Linked DNA regions of Macaca mulatta: all the other regions are linked to region 3. A link is a contact called in public Hi-C data. All regions are on one chromosome and are shown on one strand. Each heading gives the region's core, a stretch centred on a gene start, on an enhancer-like site or on the middle of the called end of the contact. The rest is flanking DNA. Distances are from core to core; before and after follow the strand shown.

Region 1 (3,585 bases), core at 851-3,350, 450 kb before region 3:
ATCTGCAGGCAATGAAAGGTATTTATTTTGAGCCACAAGACATGGGATCCTTATTTGCTCTTAAGGAGGAGTCACACCTTCATGGGGTCCTTACTGGCTCTTGAGGAGGAGCCACACCCTCATGGGGTCCTTACTGGCTCTTGAGGAGGAGCCACACCCTCATGGGGTCCTTACTGGCTCTTGAGGAGGAGCCACACCCTCATGGGGTCCTTATTGGCTCTCAAGGAGGAGCCACACCGTCAGTGGCTTGTGTTGGGAAGATGTCTGGAAGCCCTGATCCCACTGATGGACACAGCTGACTAGATCAGTGATGGAAACCTGACCAAGATGACATTCTAGAAGCCACAAGGGGTATAAACCAAGAAACGGGAGAAGCAGGGAATAAGGTAACTAGTAACTGCAGGAGAAATGGGGTGGCGGACTCCCCCAAAAGCAGCCATAATGGTAGAGTTCTAGCAAAGAGAAACACTGATATCTGAGGCTGGGGATGACACATCTTAAATTGCACAACCACCCTAAACAAGCTGTCACAGCTCAGCTGACTGAGAAGGACATCCTGGCCACTCTCATTTTTGTTTTCCTTACTCCTCTGCAAATAGTTTGATAGTAACACCCATTGCCTGAACCAACTGGGTATATATATCCATGTTCCTTAAAGGGATTGCACAGCCAGCTGCTCTGCTCCCTCTCAGGCATGACGGTGGCACAACGGAGTGAATACAGTGTAATTTCTGTTTGTTCATCACCCTTGCTACCCACTTCCATTTAGAAATGATCTAACTCTCTGTAATCCCAGCACTTTGAGAGGCTGAGGCGGGTGGATCACCTGAGGTCAGGAGTTCGAGACCAGGCTGGTGAAACCCCGTCTCAATTAAAAATACAAAAATTAGCCAGGCATGGTGGCGCATGCCTGTAATCCCAGCTACTCGGGAGTCTGAGGCAGGAGAATCACTTGAACCCGGGAGGCAGAGGTTGCAGTGAGCCGAGATTGCGCCATTGCACTCCAGCCTGGGCAACAAGAACAAACTCTGTCTCAAAAAAGAAAAAAAGTAAAAAGAAAGAAATGATCCGACTCTCTATGTATTTGTCTTTGTTGGGGGATGTTTGGCAGATTGCATTCTCCAAAGGTGACAACAACCATATCCCCATTTCACATGTTCTTCTACAATGTGACCTTGTCATTCCTCCATGAATGGGGTGGGCTTGTGACTGCTTCAACCAAGAGGACAGCAGAACTGCTGCAATGTGGCTTCCAAGGTGGGCTAATAAATGACAAAGGACTGCTTCTTGATGTGTGGCTGGGTAGGTAGGGAGGGGAACGAGCCAGGTCAGGAAAGATCCCAGGGCACAGGGATGGCTGCTTTTCCTCATCATGGCTAGGACAACATGCCTCCTCCATTTTAAGATGCTGTGTATTTGAAAAGTATTATCAATTCAATGAAGACTTTAAGGGAACAGAGTCCCACCACCTCAATGTTAAACGTGTCATCTATTATGTGATACATTAAAGGAAACATTAAAATATGAAAGAAATTCATGAAATGCAGGAAAGTATGGTAACTCTTTGGGTGTCCTTGGACATCTTTCCGTACATTCTAAGAGTCTAAAGGATGGAAGGCTTCTAGGCCTTATAAACCTTGACCTCCCTAGTGTGTGCCAGCCGTGCCAATTTATCCACTAGGCACAGTGTGGAGGGCCCACAATACTTTTAAGGTCCCAGAAAAATGTCTTTATTTCTTTTAACAATTTTTTAAAAACCAGTAGGTTAAATTAAATGTTATAAATGTAAATATATACTACTTAATATGCAATATATAACAGGAATATATTCATCTTTAGGCCAACACTCATAAAATACAATTTTTAATATTTAAGATATTTCATGTCTTTATAAATATTTAAAAGTTAATATCTAATATGTTTTATGGAGAAAAATCCTCATGCATTCAAGTTGTCTTTGATCACCTGAGACTCAGACATGTACAAGCTTCTCTTTTACCCTCTCAATATCCAGATCTCAAGGAGCCTCTAGGAATGAATCCCAGGAGGGATTTTGTCCTTTCAGCACTTCCATATTTGGAGTCTAGGTGGCCCCATTGCTCTAGAGTTAGCTGTGTGATGGGCTGTGATTTACAGTGACTGCTAGGATGCTCGCCAATGCCTCCTGTGAAGCAGGCAGAGGTTACTGCTTTCAGTAGAGATAGTTCAATGTGCACAGCTGGGAGGAGGCCTGGGATTTTTCATAGCTGTCATTCTTTTAAACCCTCAGTCCCCAAGGATAATCCCATGGAAGGTAAAACCTGGCCATTTTCAACTCTGCTTAAATTATTGAGCATGCTGGGCATAAAAAATTTAAATGTCTAGGAAAATAAATAAGGTGCATAAAAAGATTTTATTGCCTGTCTCCAAATCAGAGAAGAACACTAAATGGCTGCTTTTTAAAAACATCATAGGAAGTTCCTGCAATTTGGTATGAGATCTCTTGGCTCCCCTGAAAATCATGGACTCAAATACTTAGGGATGGACTATCAGAAAAAATAGAATTCCCTGAAGCTATTTCATGCTTAGCGAGATGGCTTGTGGAATTTTTGAGTGAAAGAATACATTTTCCACTTTTAGAGTCTTTAGGCTAGTCTTTTAGACTGGATGGTTGCTCATGAAACAATGGGAACAGGCTGATGCATCAAACTTTAGTTTCTCTAGCTGCTTGGAGAAGGACATACATGCAAACATGTATGAACAGAAGTAAATGAATCAAGGTACATTTTCAGAGCATAAAAACCCACTCATAGGATTCTTGGGAAGGAGTGTCATTTCTTCTATTTCTGCTTTTAATTTGTCTTACATCAATAGAGACTTCTTAACCCTTTTCTCCTCTCTTGGCCACTTTGAAAAGTGATTTGCTCCTATCACATTAAATTCAACTTTCATGTAAGTAATAGATATGCTTTTTGTATTGTGAGTGGCCAGCAGGGCTTGGAGTCACTTTTTTGTGAAAGGAGGTGAAAAGAGACCTTGTACCATAGAGTTCCCTGATGAAATGCATGGTTAGATGTTGCGTTCTCTCTAGGAAAATATAAGACTCCCTCAGCTAAACTTTACAGGGAAGGAATTTAAATGCTCCCCCAAAATCATGATGAATATATTTTTCTCTGTATGCATGGAAAATGAGGCTTTATTTTTTTGATCGAGGTGAGATTATTCAATATTGCATATTGTACATGGCATGGTAAGTTCTAAATTCTTTTTTTTTTCTTTTTTTTTTTTTTTTTTTTTGAGATGGAGTCTCACTCTGTCGCCCAGGCTGGAGTGCAGTGGTGTGATCCCCGTTCACTGCAAGTTCCACCTCCCGGGTTCACGCCGTTCTCCTGCCTCAGCCTCCCAAGTAGGGACTCAGGCACCCGCCACCATGCCCAGCTAATTTATTGTATTTTTAGTAGAGACGAGGTTTCACCGTGTTAGCCAGGATGGTCTCGATCTCCTGACCTCGTGATCCGCCCACCTCAGCCTCCCAAAGTGCTGGGATTTCAGGCTTGAGCCACCACGCCCAGCCATGTAAGTTCTAAATTCTTAGTGAAGATGATA
Region 2 (4,023 bases), core at 650-3,149, 420 kb after region 3:
CTACAGCTGTTACCAAACATCACTAAAATGCTGGGGGCTAAACTCACAGAATCAAATTTGCCAGTCAAGCAATACTTGTGCGCAGTCAGAATCTTTAGATTTACATATTAAGCACTTTCGAGTTATTTCAAATAAGGCCATGTTTTAAATTGCTAACACGTTTATTCAGGAATGAAGCCAAGAAGAATTTATAAATGCATTTTAATACCTTACTGATAAAATAGTAACATTCCATCTTTGCAATCTGATACGGAATACAGGAGATACTGGTAAAGGCTTTGATGTGCATATCTATTATAACCAGGTAATGAGAACACACACGAACCACCTACTTTAGTGTTACATCATACCAACTTCTCAGAAAGGCCAGCTTCAAAGCTCTACTGGGTAGCCGAGTAAATAGCGTCCAATGTTTAAAGACTGGGGAGCCGGGGAGAAAGATGAAAGGAGTAAGCAGCACACACTTCAAAGCCCACTTTTAAGCACACGACATTATGAATATTAAAAATAAAGGATGCAAACAAAAAAAGGCAATTCAGCATTTTCAGAAAGAGCATTTGGCAATATTCAACGCATAAGAAGACTGTGCTTGGGGCCATCCACTCTCTCCAGCTTCTCAAAGTGTTTCCGGGCATTGCGAATGTTGATCAGAGTGGCTGCAGAAGGGATCGACGGGTCTGACATGACCACCATCACGTACGTGTTTGAAGTGAAGATGTCGATGAAAGCAGCGAAGTTGGAATTCCTAACTTCCATGCTCTGGAAGGAAGCGGCCAATTTACTGCAGCTCAGCTTGAACTGTTTGATGATGTTGCTGATCTTCTCAAACCGGTGGACGTCGCGCTGCTCTTTGCACTGGTAGTGGGAAATAACCAAGAACGTAGCTCTTTCGAACAGGAGAACTTCATCGGCCTCAATGATTTGGGCAAAATTCCTGAGGTTCATCTCCAGCTGCTGAACGTTGGGAATCAGCTGGTAGACGATGCTGGACCAGGCTTTGTAGAGCGTCTCATCCCAGATGGACGTTCGAAAACAAGCACACTCCAGCGGGCGAGACAGACGCCTCAGGTCTTCCTCTCGCTCTTTAAAAATCAGGTCGCGCTGATCCTCCTGAACCAGATCCATTTTGTGCACCAGGCAGAAGATTTTGGCGTCGGGAGAGTTCTGGAGGATGGCCTCCAGACACGACTGGTAATAATGCATGTCCTTTTCCAGTTCGCGGCTCTCCACGTCAAACACGTAAATCAAAACTTCCACGTTACGGAAAATATTGTCTCGCTGGCTGGTGAAGTAATTTTCCATGAAGGTGTCCTGACCGCCACAGTCCCACAGGTTCAGCACCAGGTTCCCCAGGAATCGGACGTGGGAGTGCTCCACGTCAATGGTGGCCCCCAGGCGCCGGGTGTCGCGAGCAATATAATTGGCGAAGATAATCGACCTCATGCTGGTCTTCCCCGACCCGCTCTTCCCCATCAGCAGCACCTTTTTCTTCATGGCTGTATTTGGCATCACCCGCCGGGGCCGCCGCGGACTGGGCCTGAGGGCGCGGCCTACACGCAGCGCCGAGGGAGGGGTCCGGGGGCTGCCGGAGACTCGCAGGCGGTGCCTCGCTCCGCTCCGCCGCGCAGCTGGGCAGGCAGGAGAGGCGAGAGCGCGAACCCGGGGCTGGAGAGGCCGCAGCGGGGCTGGCTCTTCCTCAGAAGGGAGCGCCTGCGGCTGTCGGTAGCAACGGCTTGGGAGATGCGCTTGCCTTCCGGAGAGGGAACCGCTGCGTCCCCGCCACCACCCACTTCCGGCGGCGATCTCGCGAGAGCTCCGTCGCTCCGCCGCTCCTGCCCGACGAGCTTTGAAAAGCTGCTACTCTAATGAAACCCAACTCGGGCAGCGTGAGCCCTAAGATGGAAGGGAAGCCCAAGGACTGCGGTCTTTTGTTCTGTTGCAGCTGGGTTTGCGGTTGCTAGGGGTACGTGTATGGTTGGCAGGGGGAAATGCTGCCCTCTGGTGGCCAAAAAAAAGCCCCACCCACCACCACTACCGCAACTGGCTTTAGGAGCGAGGTGTGCTGGGCGGGTTTCCGCAGGGGCAGCCGACTGATGAAGTGGAGGGAAAGCCTAACTTCCCAGTCCGCTTAGGCCTCCCCAGGTTCCCTGGCCCAGTGAGTACAGGGGCAGGGCAGATGGAGAATGTGCAGATGCGGAAAGTGAGACTTAGACAAGTTAAGCGATTGCCCACCGCTGCGCAGCTAGACGATAGCGAGTCCCTCTTGAGAGACATCCTGGCTTCCAGTTGGTGCTTTTAATTCCTTTCTCACATCTGCTTTTCCCGTAATCTCAGAGTTTAGAATTTATAATTAGAATTCCAAAGCTCGAGGAAACGATAATATGGAATCCCATGCATTAGTTCCATCCTCACAGTAACCCTGTGAATTAATAACCCTATTTTCAAGTGAGGGAATCAAAGGTTAGAGAGGTTAAGTCACTTGACCAAGTTACACATATACTAAATGATGAAATGGAATTTGGTTTTAGTCTGACTGCAGTCTATTTGCCTAACAATAGGCCACCCTGTGCCCCTCTAAAAGCATAATGTGATTCTGCTCTTAGTCTTCAAGTAGATAAGAGAATCAGTGTCCTCCAGTATCGTTCATACAGAATGAATGAGAGTCATCAGGATACTGAAGCCTCTATATCTACCTTAAAGTCCTTTTTTTTTCTTTTGAGATGGAGTCTTGCTCTGTTGCCCAGGCTGGAGTGCAGTGGTATGATCTCAGCTCATTGCAACCTCCGCCTCCTGGGTTCAAGCGATTCTCCTGCCTCAGCCCCCCAAATAGCTGGGATTATGGGCACCTGCCACCACCCCCGGCTAATTTTTGTATTTTTAGTAGCGACGGGGTTTCACCATGTTGGCTAGGCTGGTCTTGAACTCCTGACCTTAAGCGAGCCACCTGCCTCGGCCTCCCAAATTGCTGGGATTACAGGCATGAGCCACCGTGCCTGGCCTAAAGCCCTTTTCAAAGTGTATACTGTACTGTACAAATTCAGGTATTCCATTCTTTCATTTATTAAAAAAAATTCCTACTGTTAACATGTACAGTAGAAGTTCAAAAATGGCCTTTGCTGTAGTTTATGGAAATCATAGAGTGAAATTCCATAATACAATATAGTATGTGGAAAATCTCCTCTTAGTGTATTCAATTTCATCTCCTTGGTGATATCTCTTCTGGAGCCTTCTTATCTTTCACCACCATTCTGGGGTTTCCCTTCCCCATTCTTTCGAGTTGGGTATTCTTTTTCCTGATTTCACATCTTCTCATTTTTGGCTCATTTGGTGGAACACATGATCCAATAGCTTCCAGATAAAAAGTATGAGGAGAGTAAAAATTTCAAGACATTGGATGTCTGAAATTTTCTTTGTTTTTACCCTCACACTTGATTGGTTGGACATAATTTTTCCTTAGAGTCTTGGAGGCATTGCTCTGTTGCTCCATCATCTTTTAGCTGCCAGTAGTCTGATGCCTGCTTCTTGGTTTTGATCTATTCTTTCCTCTCTAAAAACATATTCAAAATTTCCTTATTCTAGTGTTCTGAAATTTAATGATAATTGGCATTGTTGAGCTCAAATTTGCATTGTGCTGGACCCTCCAATGTGTCTTTTAATTTGGAAACCATGCCATTGAATTCTGAACAATGTTCTTGAATTGTTTGATGATGTATTTCCTCTATTCTCTCATGTGAATATTCCTAAGGTCTGGATATCACATTTTATGGAGTCTCCTCTAATGTATTCTTTCTTTTCTTTCTTTTTTTTTTTTTTCTTGGAGACAGAATCTCACTCTGTTGCCCAGGCTAGAGTGTAGTGGCACGATCTTGGCTCACTGCAACCTCCACCTCCCGGGTTCAAGAGATTCTCCTGCCTCAGCCTCCCAAGTAGCTGGGACTACAGGCCTTCACCACCATGCCTGGCTAAGTTTTATACATTTTTTGTTTTTGTTTTTGTTTTGAGACGGAGTCTTGCTCAGTAGCC
Region 3 (3,914 bases), core at 492-2,991:
AGCCTCAAGTGATCCTCCTACCATGGCCTCCCAAAGTGCTGGGATTATAAGCGTGAACCATAGTGCCTGGCCAAGAGAAGATTCTTGACCAAAGTCTGTACTTAAAAGCCCTGGCCAACATCTCACTGAAACTTATGAGAGACTCTGAGGCAGAACTGCCCAGCCAAGCTGCTCCCAAATTCCTGACCCAGAGAAACTGAGAGACTGTTTATTTTTCTTTCAAGCCACTAAGTTTCAGGGTCATTTATTAAGCAGCTACTCATCTAGTTTATAGTGTGTGCCCTCCAGGGGGACTGCATTTTAATGGGGGACTCAGAGAGGCTGTCCATGGAGCAGAAAAAGCCCTAGGCTGGAAGTCAGGAGACCTGGGCCTGGTCTTACTTCTACCTCATAAAAGCTGCGTAGCCCTGGAAGACATGCTTCAGGGCTCTGAATGTCAGTGTTCTCATCGTAAACACTTTTTTAACGGAAGGGGCAGGTGTTGAACTAGATATCCTCTCGGATCTCTTCCAACTTTCATTTTCTAACTGTTGGAAGAGAGAAACTGGGAGCAGAGCACAGCACTCCCGGCCAGGCCAGCAGCTACTTTCTCCCCAGCTCGCAGGCAGAAGCCAAGGCCACGGGAGGAAAGGAGGCCCCTGGCCCTTTCCTTGATTGAACCCAGGTTCTCCACTCCCGGAGTTGGCCTGTGACCCTTTCAATTTGGTGGGTGGAAGTCTCTGGTAAGAGGTTGTACAAGTCACAATCCAAGCCCTCTGGAAAAGACTGAGGCTTAACCCATAAGCAGCAATGGTAAAGGAAAGCTAAATCTCTAAATCAGTGGTTCTCAACCAAGGACAGCTCCCGGCTCGCAAGCAAGGACAGCTCCTGGCTCTCCTGGCCGGACATCTGACATTTGACAATGTTTGCGACACTTTGGGTTGTCACAACTGGAAGTGTAGGTGCTACTGGCGTTATACTGCTGAGCTCCTTCGCTCGCTCACTCTCTCATCCACACCCATATACCCACTCATACCCCAAGACACTTGTGTCTGTGGATGCTTGCCCCAGTTTCTCAGCAGCTCTGGTGGATCTGGGGTTAGGGATCTAGACTGTCAAGGGGGCAACCAAACTGAAACCTGGAGTGGAGTCACCTAGAGGCAGAACCTGGTTTTGTGGGTCTGAAACATACATACTTTCAGGGAATCTCATATAGATATATGCATGAACACAGCCTTGGGGTGGCAGAAGTGTTAGCGTTATCAGCTTTGGGATAAATCCATTCTCTGGAACCTTGGCTTTAAGGAGCTCCCGCAAAGCGCAGAGCTTTCTTCTGGGGGCGCGTTTCTGCAGCCCGGAGTCAGCACGGTCCGCTCGCCCGGAAACATCCCTGGCGGCGAGTACAGGCAGTACTCTCCTGCCTGTGTGGGAGGCAAAAGCCGCCCTGGCTGTCCACGCCGCAGCCCTGTGCCCCGCGCCCGCCAGCCCCCAGTCCCACAGTGACGCGCCTCCTACTCCCACAGCCCCGAGCCCCGCAGCCCCGCGCGCCTCAGCCCGCAGCGCTCTCGCCCGGCAGCACTGCCCCCTGGTGGGCGCCCCGAGCAGCGCCCGCCCGCTCCTCCGACACCCAGGCTGAGCTGCTCCCAGCCAGCTCCAGACACTGCACCCACCGGGCTCCGCTCCACACGCCCGCATCTCCCAACTGCCAGCCTTAGGACCAAGCAGAAGTGCATCCCTGACCTTCCTGTGGTCCCAGCGCACAATGGCCAAGACACCACAATCACAATGTATCTTGCAGGTCATAGCTCCCCTTTCTGATATTTTCAACTCATGGGTATGGCTCCTGCTGGCCTCCTTCACACTTGCTCTGCACAAAAATACACACACACTCACACGATCACACTTGCACACACACACACACACACTCCTCAGTACTACTGACATCCAACCAAGTGCCGTGGACAGAAGAGCCATCATCTGCCCAGCGGTCTGGCACCCTGGAGACCTTTCCCCTGGCCTAGTTCTCCCGGCTCCTCAGGTCTCAGTTTGGACGCCCCATTCCAATCCAGGAAGCCTTCCTTACCCGGGCAAGGTATTCTCACCACACCCCAAACCTCTTTTGCTCTAAGGCAGGGCGCCACATCCCAGGCCGCAGACCAGTACCTGTTTGTGGCCTGTTAGGAACCGGGCTGCACAGACGGAGATGAGCCGCGGGGTGAGGACGAGCATGACCGCCTGAGCTGCGCCTCCTGTCAGATCAGCAGTGGCATTCGATTCTCATAGGAGCGTGAACTCTGTTGTAAACTGCTTATGGGAGGGATCTAGGCTGCGTGTTCCTTATGAGAATCTAATGCCTGATGATCTGTCTCCATCTCCCATCATACCCAGATGTGACCACCTACTCGTAGGAAAACAAGCTCAGGGCTCCCACTGATTCCACATTACAGTGAGTTGTAATTATTTCATTATATATTACAATGTAATAATAATTATCATCCTTACATTACAATAATTATTTCATTATTCATTACAATGTAATAATAATAGAAATAAAGTGTACAATAAATGTAATGAGCTTGAACCATCTGAAACCATTCTCCACCCCACACCTCCAGCCCTTTCCAGTCTGTGGAAAAAAGTGTCTTCCATGAAACTGGTCCCTGGTGCCAAAAAGTTTGGCGATCGCTGCTCTACAGATTGATTGGTTGATAAATTGATGTTTGGATTCAGTCTCCCAGGCCCTGGGTTTGTCTCTGGGAATACAAAGATGAGGAGGCCATGTGGTGAAGGCAGGGAGATGCCAGACTGGATGGCCTTATCCCTCCAGACATCCTAAGATTTGGGAAGGGAACAGGTTTTCTTCCAAGTGAACCCCCAGGCCAGCTTCCTAAAACCCCCTCCTTCCTAGTTCAGCCCACATCACTCTCCTCCTTAGTGCTGCCTCCCTTCACTGCTTCTCGGGGTATTTTCCACAGCTGGTTGTAGATAGGGTACCCCTCCCTGCCTCGGAGGGAGAGCATGAAAAGGTATTACAGGAAATTTCACCAGGGACCATGGGAGAGAAAGAGGAAACCCTGGGTACATGTGTGCCAGCATGTGTCAGTGTGCACGTATGTGTGCATGCAAGGTGAATGCACACACGCGGGGGAGTCTAGAGGTTCCACAACACTAAATCCATTCTGGTGGTTTTAGCTAAAAGTGGGGAGGGGATTCCACATGCTTGGCACATGACAGTGTAGTGGTTCAAATAATGTTTCCCCAAAATTCACCTTCACCCAGAATCTCAGAATGTGACCTTATTTGGGAATGGGGTCTTTGCAGATGTCATTAGTTAAGGTCATACTGGATTAGGGTGGACCCTAAATTCAATGACTGATGTCTTTATAAGATAAAGGAGAAACTTAGACACAAGGTCACAGGGACACAAGGAAGAAGCCCCGTGACAATGGAGGGAGAGACACAGAGCAGATTCTCGCTCAGAGTCTCCAAAAGGAGCCAACCCTGCCCACACCTTGATTGTGGACTTCTGGCCTCCTGAACAGTGACAGAATAAATTTCTGATGTTTCAGGCCACTAAGTTTTGAGCTCATCTGTTACACAGCAATGGAGACAGGCCCAAAGGCCATGTGAAAGATCAGGAAGAACACACAAAGCTCTGAGAGACTCGAGTGAAGGGAATGAGGGGGAGATGCTCAAAACCAGAAAGACTGGCAAGGAAGGCAGGGACCAGATCGTGGAGGAGACTTCAGATCACACTCGGGGTCTCCAATAAGGTTTGCTTTGTTCTAGGAGCAATGGGGAGGAACTGGTGGGACCTGAGCAGGAAGGACACTGTCAGATTTCACTCTAGAAAGACAGCTCTGGCTCCAGCAGGAGGACAGATGGGCAATAGATGGTGGCACCTTCTCCAGGATAAGGAGAAATGGATGGATTTG

Evidence for each region. Hi-C and Micro-C count contacts between places; a contact is called where the count stands out from the background.
Region 1: a Hi-C map of fetal cortex germinal zone shows a contact between it and region 3, with 5 times the contacts expected there. The contact joins the enhancer-like site here to the promoter of LOC697790 in region 3. A contact is called at or near these places in 4 of 14 Hi-C or Micro-C datasets (blood, cortical neurons, fetal cortex germinal zone and 1 more).
Region 2: a contact with region 3 is called in a Hi-C map of fetal cortex germinal zone, with 4 times the contacts expected there. The contact joins the promoter of RRAGA here to the promoter of LOC697790 in region 3. A contact is called at or near these places in 2 of 14 Hi-C or Micro-C datasets (fetal cortex germinal zone and fetal cortical plate).

The regions. Positions count from the first base shown.
Region 1 is chr15:79,275,226-79,278,810 of T2T-MMU8v2.0, forward strand. The region is part of intron 1 of LOC114672784 (a long non-coding RNA gene); the gene reads right to left. Among named protein-coding and RNA genes, the nearest start is that of SLC24A2, 130 kb to the right of the region's middle. Within about 2 kb of position 2,101, at least 14 of the 40 cell types and tissues checked have an H3K27ac peak or open chromatin away from gene starts, as enhancers often do. A contact at or near this core is called in cortical neurons, fetal cortex germinal zone and fetal cortical plate, where this site is marked.
Region 2 is chr15:80,147,226-80,151,248 of T2T-MMU8v2.0, forward strand. It overlaps RRAGA (Ras related GTP binding A), which reads right to left and starts at 1,900. Exons shown (of 1, transcript NM_001194800.2): 1 at 139-1,900. The coding sequence starts at 1,509. The coding sequence ends at 568. SAXO1 (stabilizer of axonemal microtubules 1) reads left to right here and starts at 1,591. Exons shown (of 5, transcript XM_077966040.1): 1 at 1,591-1,963.
Region 3 is chr15:79,723,924-79,727,837 of T2T-MMU8v2.0, forward strand. LOC697790 (microtubule-associated protein 1 light chain 3 beta) reads left to right here and starts at 1,742. Exons shown (of 2, transcript XM_077966414.1): 1 at 1,742-1,813. The coding sequence starts at 1,742.